Linked DNA regions of Mus musculus: region 1 is linked to region 2. A link is a contact called in public promoter capture Hi-C data. All regions are on one chromosome and are shown on one strand. Each heading gives the region's core, a stretch centred on a gene start, on an enhancer-like site or on the middle of the called end of the contact. The rest is flanking DNA. Distances are from core to core; before and after follow the strand shown. Region 1 overlaps Top2b (topoisomerase (DNA) II beta). Region 2 overlaps Ngly1 (N-glycanase 1).

Region 1 (5,998 bases), core at 1,188-3,687, 98 kb after region 2:
GATCTTTTTGAACTTCTACTTGAAGTATCCATTAAGCTCTGCTTATAGCATTTTGGGATTTCTCTAGTTTACATAGCAAACCTCTTGCAATTTGCTCCCATAAATCAGCTCAACAAGACTAAGCCAGATTCAGGTTTAAACACAGCAGTGACTGTGCTTCTCTGGTTCCAGTTTCAGAGTGAGTTACTTTTGCATTGCTGTGACCAAAATACCTGACAGAAACGGCTTCACGGAGGAGATTTACTTTGGTTCACGGTTTTAAGAAATTTCAGTCTTTTATAGCAGGGAGGCGCACAGAGTATGTGACAGAATCATTCTCAGGGCTGAGGTTAGTACCAATAAGTGTAGCCTTTAGTGGCCTGCTTCTACTGACCTGTTTATGCAGGCTAGTACCCACCTCCTCAAGGTTCTACATCCTCCCAATATAATACTAGTAGCTTGAGAACTGTCATTTGAAACATGAGCCTGTGTGAGATAATTGCACACTTAAACCATAAAAAACATTTGTGTATTTTGTTGATTTTAAAAAACAAAAAACCACAACTCTTGCTTTCATTGACTTTAAGCATCTAAAAAAAATCTTTCCTCTGAGATGTCAAAATGACATGATTTATTGTACATATGTTACACTTGGCTGCAACTGAGGACAAACCTAGTTTAAGTTGCCTCAGGTCCAGGTAGAACGAACAGGGACCATTTTGGTTACAAATGAGGCAAGTCTCTCAGAAGTGGTCTTGGTGATTAGATGGTAATGAAGTCCTAGATAAAGTATGATAGGTAGCATACAGTCTAACTACTTGTATGAACACTTCAGTCACTGGCATTCCTCATTTCTGCTCCTACAGCCATCATGTGTACACTCTACATGACTAGTTACTTGGCCTTTGGTTGATCTTTCTCCTCTGGAATTTTAGGCAGTGTATTAATTGTATATAGTGTATATTATTTGATGACTCTTTTTTTTTTTTTTTTTTAGTAAGCATTCTCTTTTCCAATTTATTCTCATGCCAAAGGAACTTCTGTAAGGGAGGCAACAGTAAGGCTGAGGGACTTGAATCTTAATAGACTCCTGTCTATTAATTTTAGATTTAGTTCTATGCATAGTTTCTTAATGTATGCTATTGGTTCAGCATCTTCATTTTAAAAATTTAAATGTGGTACCACTTTGTCTTGATCCTGTAAGTTTTGACGTCTTTTTTTTTTTTTTTTGCTTTTATTTATCCCCATATATTTCCTAAGTTATTTTATGATTTCTTCTTTGATTCTTAAATAGTTTACAAAAAACGTTTTAGTCTGTATCTGTGCAGTAACTGATGGGAAACTAATAGAACTCCTTAGTATATGAGAATTGTTTTCTTGTATTGCTGTCAGGATTCTCTCCCTCGTGACTTTTTTTTTTATGAGATTGGGAATTGAACTCATTGCCCCCTGGATGGGCCTATGGCTTATCCATGGCGTTGGCAGTTTGATTATGTATCTTAGTACAGGTTCCTTAGGTTTGTGCTTGCTTGACTGTGAACTTCTTAAATTTGTCAATTTCTCTCCTCATATTTGGAAAGTTCTTCCTATTTTTATCTTCTCCTTTAGACATTGTGTAACATTCTGTTTGACTGATGATAGCCTGTGAGTCAAGTTCTTTTAATTTTTCTTAATTCTTTCTTTGGTGGTTCCTTTGTCATTGTCATTTCTTTCTTCATAGTTACTATTTTTTCTTGTGATTGGCCAAGTTGAGTCTTCATATATTTTAAGTTATTCTTCAGTTTTAGTAACAATGTTTGAGTCTTTTCATTTATTTTCTGTTTATCTCATTTTGTTTACTATTTTGCTGATTTTCTGGTTTTGTTGTGTATCTGGACAGTTCCCTGAGCTGCTTCTTACCTCCATCTCTCCCTTTCCTTTATCTTCTTGTTACCATTATTTTTTCCTTTTCTCTTTCTCTCCTGTCTTCTCCTGTCCCCTCCCCTCCTTTCCCTCCACTCTTCTCCCCTCCCCTCAACATCTTCTCTAAGCCTAGTCTAAACTTTATTTATAGCAGTCCTTCTGCCTTAATTTCTCAAGTTCTAGGATTACAGATGGGAGCACCCACAGCCCATGGAGATTTAAGTCTATCCCTTGGAAGGTTTTGTGTGTGTGTGTGTGTGTGTGTGTGTGTGTGTGTGTGTGTGTGCTTCCCCTTTTATTTATTTGTGTTGCTTTCTCTCAGGGTTAGCTCTTCTTAACAGTCTGGTTCTAGTCTGGGTGGTTTCTGCAGCTAGTTAGTCCATTCAGAGAGTCACGAGACTTTGCAAGCCATTTCTAGGGGTGTAGCGTCTCTGGGCTTGTTCATGGAAGAGCATTGTCTGTATCTTTATTTAGGGAACAGTCTGGGCAACTCCTCTGCCCTACTGTGTCCTCTCACACACACTGTAATAAGCCATGGTACTAGAGCTCCACCTAATGTCTATCCTTAGAACTACAGACTCTGGGTGCTGGACTAAATCATTTTGATTTCCTTTGTTCTCAGTTCAGCTACTGTTGCCAGTGCTAGATTCAAGAAAGACAGCAAACAGTCCCTGTGGTAGCACTTCTACTTTCCCTTTGAAGGGAAAACTCTGGGAAAGAAGTTGCATTTCCTCCCGTCCTGCCTTGCAGAGAGGGCTCCTGGGCGTGGATGTGGTTTTGTATTTTTCACTCAAGAGACAGGACCTCTTAAGCAGTCTCTGGATTTCTTACAAGGACGAGTGATTCATTTATTACAGTTTAGTCTGTGTTTCAGTAGGGAAGGGGGTTTGGGGTTTCCTAAACTTCAGTCTTGTTGACATTAAACTATGTGTTCTGATTTTTAAGGTTTAATTCTTTGAACTTGATAGGTTAGATTCTCACCTCTTTTTCTCTTATATCCATTTGGGAGTAGATAGAAGGTAGGGTGGTGGTGGTGGCAACCATTTGTTAAGAAGGTGCAGGAATGTGGTTAACTTGTTGAAAATGTTTTGAGATGCTGTCCATCTCCAGTTATCAGTGCAGTTTAGCAAAAACTCCTAAGGCAAATTTCAAAATCTAAATTATGTAGACACTGACTTCAGGTTGACTTAATATTGAAAATATTTTCATTTTGATGTATGTTTTAGAGTTATAAACTTGATGAGAAAGTTTTTTTTCCCTATGTGCTTGTTATAGGTTTGCAACCTTTATGCCAATAGTCACATGCATTGAGACGCCTTTCTAAGTTATTGATAGAAAATTACCTTCCTTTGAATTAATATGTCTCACATTTTAAAGTAATTAGAGAATGATTTTAGTGATTATGATCTTTGTGCTAACTATTCTGAGGACCTGTATAGGTTATTACTTCTCTCTTTGCTGTGATAAAATACCTGAGAACAAAGCTTGAAGAGGACAGAGATTAGAGTGGAGGGTCCAGTTCATTTGATTACAACAGACAATAATTACCTTGTAAACAATGGACCACCAAAATGGTAGCTGCAGCTACATGAAAATGTTCCCAGTTGGGAGATGTTAGTTAAATCCAGGACAAAATGGGGGTAACTCTGGGCAGTTCAGAGGGGAAGACAGGTGTGAGAGTGGCTCTAACTGTGGGACCAGGCCATACTGCAAGCTGATTGATCATATTACATGTGCATTCAGGAAGCATAGTGCTGGTGATGTCCTTGTTTTCTCCTAGTGTATTTACTTTACATAAGCTGCTCACAGTCAGGGTAGCTTTTTTCCATTTTTGTTAAACTGTTCTTGAAACATCCTCACAGATACATCCACAAATTTTGTCTTCTAGGTTATTCTACATTTCATTAGATTGACAATCCCATCACAGTATGCATTTTACAAATAGTTTATTGCTATAAACATCGTAAGCCGGGCGTGGTAGTGCACGCCTTTAATTCTAACACTGGGGAGGCAGAGGCAGAGGCAGGCAGATTTCTGAGTTCAAGGTCAGCCTGGTATACAAAGTGAGTTCCAGGACAGCCAGGGCTATACAGAGAAACCATGTCTCAAAAACCAAAAAAAAAAAAAAAAAAAAAACCAAAAAAACAACCCCCCCCCAAAAAAAACAAAAACCAAACAAACAAACAAACAAAAAAACCATTGTAATAGTTCATCTTTTTGGCCATTTAGTTTATCATCAAACTCTTGACAGAAATAGAGTATGGAAACCTTATGGAATTATTTTCTTTTGTACAAAGCTATTTTTAAGTGAATTAGCACTATTAATAGATAAGTATATAAATGAAAGAAAATATGACTATAGCAAAATTCAGTAAAATTAGTATTTTAAACATTATTAAGTGCCTATATATATATATATAAATAAATTCATGACCTTAAGAAATTACAGTTAATATTTGAATTCCCTAAGGTTTTTCTGTTACAAGTCCTATTTTGGTATGTTTGTTTAGATTACTCAAAAGGCATAGATTTTTATTTTGCAACATATATAGTGACATTTTAAAGATTTAATTTATGACATGATATTATGTTTATATTAAGAAACTGAAAATAGGCCATCCTAATTTCCTTTATTAATAAGATGCCATATTAGTCAGCATTCCCCAAAGCTGACTAATCTAAGAAGGAAATGCTCTGTTGCTGTGAAGAAAAGGGGGAGTCTTTAGACTTAGAAGTTTGGTTTGGTTCTCAGATGTTGTAGAAATAGTTACCATTACTTAGCTCTATATCATTGGAACTGGCAGAGGAATGAATCTATAGATGCTTTAGTATTAGGTCAACCTCAACTGAAACTGGCATGATCTACTAAGATGAGCAACCTGAGCACTTTCTAACCATGATAATCTTGGCCATATTGTATTTATTAACTACATCGACTATTTTGTGTGACCCTCAGAGCCATTCAGTTTTTATTCTGATTCTGTAACCTGACAGCAACGTGAATCCTTTGGGAAGTTTTGGGGAACACAAAACATTACCTTGATATCTTAGAGAGCTGGGACCTGCTCTACTAATTCTGATCAGTATAAGGTTGTCTAAGTGCTAGTGATAGGTAACATTAGTAAGACTGAAAGATGGATCCCAGGTCATGTCTCCATATACATTTTTGTTTGCCCCTTGGTTTAGGATATTTAAATTTAATTTAGATGATTTTTCTAACAGAACAATGCTACAAAAAAGGAAGAGTTGGAGACAGCAAACAAAAATGACTCTACTAAGAAGTTGTCTGTTGAGAGAGTGTACCAGAAGAAGACCCAACTGGAGCACATTCTCCTTCGTCCTGATACATACATTGGATCAGTGGAGCCACTGACACAGGTAATTACTTGCTAAAATTGATTGAGATTAGAGGATATGCATATCTTCTTTTTAAATATTTTAATAAAGGCATGGTTATGTAGTTTGTAAGTCTGCGACTTTATGTCTGTTTATGATCATGATTAAGAAGGACAGAGGAGCTAAGACAATGCGCGAGACTCTGGGCCTGAAACTCACAAACAAGAAAACCAAACAAACCTAACCAAGATGAACCCTGAGAGAGACCTAGGAGAACTGGAAATCTGTTCATTGCTTATGGAGATAAGGACATCAGAATATAAAAGTGTAGAATAAAATGGTGCCATAAGAATTGGTTAAAAGTTTAACATAGTGTGTGCTGTGGTTTACTTCAATAGTGATACCTTCTAGAGCTGATTTATTTATGTTTACTGTGGCTTTGGCTTACATATATTATTCTGCTTGATTTAACATTTTTGGGAAGTCCAAAGTTAGACTTTTATTGTTTTACTCTGCTATATTTTTCTATAGAATATAGATAAATTTTGAAGTGAAAGTAGAAAGTAAATAAATGTTCTTCATTATTTTAAACATTATGTAGGTATTATTTCTAGGGATCCATAGTTGTTGACAGAGAACAGAAATTTCTAGGCCTTAAGAATTTGATTTGGGGTTCCCATCTGCTGTAGAATGGTTAGAATTAGGACTCTTAACTCTTTATGAAACGAGCAGAGAAACTGAAGTTAGAGGTGTTTTGTTGGACACTGGGGATTGAGCCCAG
Region 2 (5,579 bases), core at 2,880-5,379:
TAGGCATGTATCACAATGTATCCAGTGCTGGGGACTAAACCTCTAGCTTTGTGCATGTTAGGCAGGCAGTTTATCAGTTGAGCTAATCTCCAGTCCTTACTGTCTCCTTTATGCAGTTTGTTGACTGTATGAAAGTGCTGATGTATACAGTGAAAATATTAGCGATAGTGATGCCTTTAATTAATCATCAGATACGGGGGTAAAAGTAAGAGCAGAAATTGTTTTAATTAGGACTTCCTCTGTCCCAGCCTTTCAAATCTATCTCAATCTCTGTATTTTTCTTGTTTATTTGGTTTCATTTGAGACTGAGTCCTGCTGTGTAGTTCAATTATCCTTTTACATATCAAAATTGCACATGTGCACACTAAACCTCAATAATCATATTTCCATTTTAAACTTGGGAAATTAAAATTTTTCAATTTACTTTTTCAACCTGTAGCTTATAAGCTTCATGTTAGATTTTCTTAATAGGCAATAGTTACGAAGTTTAGTTCTGTTGCCCAGCAAGAAAAGATGCCACATGTTTGAAAAGCCTGTTCTGGTGGAGTTTAGTACTCAGTTTTGTCTTAACTTGGAACCAGCCCTACATTATACATAAAAGAATATTATACCCAATGCTGATATAAAACCAGCTTTGTTTTGTTGTTCTTCAACATACACTTACACAACACCTTTACAGTACCATACCTAGTTAAGTCCCTCTTATAAGGCTTTTTGTTTGTTTTTCCCTAGGCAACAGAATTAAACTAACAATATAGTATAGATTAGTGCTATTTATGGTATTTATGCAAAGTCATTTTATAATAATTTCCTGCTTTACTTTTAGTTGTCTGTGCAAAGTTGGAGAATAAACACATGGGGGTGGGGCGGAGGTGTTTTGTTATGTTTTTCTAGTTAGCAGAGCTAGACCTCGAGGCCTCTGCTTTGCTGGTGCAGTGCTTCACCACTGAGGAATTGCTCTTGCTCTACTCCATTTGACTTGGCCCAAGACCAGAATGCTCCAGTTCATTAATATGCCTTAATGTAACCTTGAATCCCTGTTCAGTTAGAATGCTGAATTCACTTAAGCTTAAGCAAAGCAGCTGCTTAGCCGACTTTTCAATGCAGAGCCAGTTCATTCATTTTCTTCCGGGTCTGGAGCTAGCCTTTCTGCCTAGCTAGAGCACAAGACACACACCAGCTTTTCTCAGTGCAGAGTAAAAATCTCAGTGCTCTCTATTCTTGTGATACATTTGTAATTGAAATAACTTTTGGGAGAATGCTGCACACATCTTGCTTGTAAATTAGCAAGCATTTTTAAGTGGGTCCAGAAATTAATCAAAAGTCATTATTAAAAAGAAAACTGGAACTTATACTAAGTTAAAATATCTGCATATGAGTGAGGAGTCCAGCTGTGTTTACACACAGGGAGAATGAAGTCTTGTCAACCATTCTCTACCTTATTCCAGGGAGACAGGTGTCTACCAAGCCCCAAGAATCCTGCCTCCATCACCCACAGCATTGGGGTTACAAGTATGCATGGTCACACCCACAGCTCTTTACATGAGTACTGGATCCAAAATCAGTTCCTTATTTTTCCACAGCAAGTGTTCCTAAGCACTGAGCCATCTCTCCATCCCTAATCCCCACAGCCCTCATTTGGGTTTTCAAGTTTGGAAGCAGTGTCTCATATAGCACAGGCTAGCCTTGAATGACTTTGGATTCCTAGTCTCCTCCTCCCTTCCAAGCCCTGGGATTATACATGTACATCTTTTTTGGTGATAGGAATTGAACTGAAGTTCCATGTATGATAGTCAAGTATCCTACCCTAAATCCCTGCCCCTGCCCCTGCCCCTGCCCCAAGCTAAAATCCATTGAGTAATTTTTAAAGGTAATTACATAGCAAGCTTATTTACTTGCAAGAGAACCATTGAATATCTTAATCACAGTTTTTAGAAAAACTGCCTATCTAAATATTTTTAGAATCCAGTCAAGATGAAAACTCCCCTGTCCAGCCATTCTCCTACATCTTAGCTGTTACATGGCTTGTAATACTGATTCTGAGTGTGGCAGTATGAATAGGCTAATCAGTGCATTTACCTTCTTTGAAGTGTTAGCACCCATTTTTAATTAAGACTAAAACTGACTGCATATAGTAAACTACACTCATTGAAGACAGTTGTACCTTTTAAGCATGGTTCACAAAGACTAGCACAGTACCTTGTATAGGCTGTGTTTTAAGTCAGTATTTTAAAATAAGACAGTAAAAGTCATGATTGGTGTTTTAGCATACAAGTGATTTAAGTTCTTTAAAAATTTGATTTTGATCATGAATCACAGCTCTCGTCTTTTTGTTTTTTAAAACAGATATAACAACCCCGAGAAACTTTTGGAAACAAGATGTGGACGCTGTGGTGAATGGGCCAATTGTTTTACTCTGTGCTGCCGTGCATTAGGGTTTGAAGCTCGATATGTGTGGGATTACACAGGTACAGCGTGAGAAGGAGAGAAGAGACAGAAGAGAGGAGCTTTGTAAACTTGAAGTTGAGGTTTACAGCCTGAGCCCCTCATTTTCTCTTTTTCATATCACCTGAGTTCTCTGTTAACCTTCTGTAAGGTAACAGCAGTAGCAGCCTCACAGGAGATCTCAAGACTGTAACATTTGTCTCACAGCTGCCCCATTCCCAGTGTCTGGACTCTATCCTATCGGTGACATTAACAGTACCTTGTTCTGTGTGATGGGAATGTGTGTAGTAACGTGCTATAGAGATCATGTTAAAGGATTGCTGTAGTTGATGTAGTAAGCCTCTACTGCATTCTGTAGACACTAAGGAAAACTTGCTCTTCATTTAGAAAAAAACTCATGTCAGGTTCGTGTTGAAAGTCGCTTTCCCTGTTCCAGGGTTTTCCTTGTTTCCCTTGTTGTTTTAGAATTAGATGAAACCTTCAGCTGATAGTCTTCTCTCAGAATCAAATATAGAGCCTCAAGCGCTCAAGGGTGTTTAAGGCAGGAGGATTGAAACCAGCCTGGGTATCCATTTGCCTACTAAGGAGACTCCATTTCAAAACTAAATATAGACCATGAATAACCAGGTCTGGAGAGGTTCTTGTTTCAGAAGTCACATTTATTCCTTCACAGCCCACTAGTTCGGATGCTCTTCTGAAAGCTTTACCTGCCTTAGAGTCACAGCACACATCATTTTTAGTTAAGACTTAAACTGACTACATTTTAAATACAAATACTGTATAATTATGTGTGCCACAAAATGTTCTTGCTAATTAACTCGGTGTTAAGTATTATAAGTTAGTTTATTATATGATTCTTAGAGGATTACTTATAGTTATTAGAAGTCATTCTTGTTTTATAAACTTAACTTCTACTTCCCTTTTCTTTCTCTTCTCCCACATGAGTAGACCATGTTTGGACAGAAGTCTATTCTCCATCTCAGCAGCGGTGGCTACACTGTGATGCATGTGAGGATGTCTGTGACAAACCCCTCCTTTATGAAATAGGATGGGGCAAGAAGCTTTCCTATATAATAGCATTCTCTAAAGATGAGGTAGGACATCAGAGAAAATGCACACCTTCAAAGTGTACTTGACATATGGGCCACATACATTGGTAGGGTGCTGTTTCTTCTGTCATTTGTAAACACCATAAAGTCATTGGAATCAGTGTGTCCCCTGTCGGTGTCCAAGGGATATTTGTATCCATTTACGTATAGATGAATAGTGGGTGAGTTAGTTTTTAATCTTAAATTAAGCTGCTGTAAACATTCAGGTATATACTTGCTTTTTCTTGTTGCCTAGGAGTGGAATGGCTGGGTCATTGTCAGATTATTTTGCAAAGCAGTGGCACCATTTTATTTTCTTACCAGTAGTACATGAGATTTGCTAGTTTCTCCATATCCTTGCCAAAGTTTAGTGTGGCTTTACTATTTTTTTTTTTTTTGAGTCGGTGGTGGGGGGAATATTTTCTTTATTAACTTTTAAAATGTTTTCACCTTTCCAGGTCTCCCCTTCAGAAACACCCTATCCCATTCCCCCCTCCCCTGCCTCTGTGACGGTGCTCCTCCACCCACCCACCCACTCCTGTCCTTGTCATTCCTTAACACTAGCCTTGTGGCTTTACTTTTTTAAGTTCAGCCCTGCCAATGAGAGCATGGTTGTGCTTTCCAAGTGTGCTTCCCTAATGACACAGTGTCCTGCCTGGAGCATGAGCTAGGTTTCATTTTCTAAACCCGTGTCTCTTTTCTTCTGAGTCTAGAGGTTTCTTTTTTTTTTTTAAGTTCTTATGTAAGTTGTTTTTAGAATTTTGTGTTGTTAATATTTGCCTCGTGTGTTCTAAATGGTAAAAGAAAAGAAATCAGTCAAATTCTCTTAAAGATTTTGCTTTTACATTATATGGAAGAAAGCTTTGCTGCTCCTTGACACTGATTTTCTCTTATTTTCTCCTTAGAGCGTGTTATGTTTTAGTTAGTTGAGACTTGTTTTGAGCATCTACATTACTGAGCTGCCCTGCCCAAGATGGCTGAGGAGGCTGGGCTTCTCTCCTTACTTGTCCTCTCTGTCAGAATTTGCTTCTGTAGTCATGCAGCAATGAGGGTAAAGTTTCATTTGTTTAGTTCTGCGATGGCAGCCTCTTTACAATATGAAAATCTAACATTCTGAAAATATTTTAACTTATCACTATTTTGTTGAAAAAAATTAAAGTATATTCTTTTCAATGTCTTTCACTTTCATTTAGTTTTACTATGGCTTGTGAGGCTGGCCTTGAACTCACGGATCTGCCTCAGCCTCCTTATTCCTGGATTATGGTCGTAATCTATCATGCTCAGCTTTTCTTTCTTTCTTTCTTTTTTTTAATTGAACAATACCCTCAACTCTGGTTTTTAAATTCTAACACAGGATATTTTTCTTAGTTACTTGTAAGAGTTCCTTGCATTGTAGCTATTTAAAAAATAAAGCTATTTTTTAAAAAAATTAAAGGAACATTGTGATTTTTGTTAAATAGTTGTGTTCTGTAACTGATTCCAGGTAGTTGATGTCACCTGGCGATACTCTTGTAAACATGATGAGGTGATGTCCAGGAGGACCAAGGTTAAAGAAGAGTTACTTCGAGAAACTATTAATGGGCTTAATAAGCAGGTATGTAGTGGCTGTCATTTTAAAGAGGACATTTGAAATTTTACATATCAGGAATAGTCCGTTTTAACTCTTTATTTACCTATTGAGAAAGATCTCATGTATCCTTGACCTCATGTGCTAGGATAATATGTGCAACAGCATGTCTAGTTTTTAAAAATTACCTTTATTCCTTAACAATTTCCTACAGTACATTTTGATATTTACCACCCCACAAGTATCCCCAGATTCACCTTCCCTCCCTCACCCCCACCTACATATCATCTACATATCATATTTTTTTTTTTTTTTGGTCCTAATGTGTGCTGCCCAAATACTCTTGGTTTTTTCAAGACAGGGTTTCTCTGTATAGCCCTTGCTGTCCTGGAACTCACTTTGTAGACCAGGCTGGCCTTGAACTCAGAAATCCGCCTGCCTCTGCCTCCTGATTGTTCTTGGTGTGAGGCCTGACCTGG

The links. Capture Hi-C pulls out chosen DNA fragments and counts their contacts.
Region 1: a promoter capture Hi-C map of adipose tissue shows a contact between it and region 2. The contact joins two enhancer-like sites. A contact is called at or near these places in 9 of 484 Hi-C or Micro-C datasets (the AtT-20 cell line, CD4 T cells, MC3T3-E1-derived osteoblasts and 4 more), 2 of 115 datasets of contacts at active chromatin or transcription factors (acute myeloid leukemia and fibro-adipogenic progenitors) and 3 of 9 other capture datasets (adipose tissue, liver and pancreatic islet).

What each region holds. Positions count from the first base shown.
Region 1 is chr14:16,377,959-16,383,956 of GRCm38.p6, forward strand. Top2b (topoisomerase (DNA) II beta) reads left to right here. Exons shown (of 36, transcript NM_009409.2): 2 at 5,104-5,259. Among named protein-coding and RNA genes, the nearest start is that of Top2b, 16 kb to the left of the region's middle. Within about 2 kb of position 2,438, at least 116 of the 459 cell types and tissues checked have an H3K27ac peak or open chromatin away from gene starts, as enhancers often do. A contact at or near this core is called in adipose tissue, where this site is marked.
Region 2 is chr14:16,278,347-16,283,925 of GRCm38.p6, forward strand. Ngly1 (N-glycanase 1) reads left to right here. Exons shown (of 12, transcript NM_021504.3): 6 at 2,347-2,468; 7 at 3,394-3,539; 8 at 5,017-5,127. Among named protein-coding and RNA genes, the nearest start is that of Ngly1, 32 kb to the left of the region's middle. Within about 2 kb of position 4,130, at least 8 of the 459 cell types and tissues checked have an H3K27ac peak or open chromatin away from gene starts, as enhancers often do. A contact at or near this core is called in adipose tissue, where this site is marked.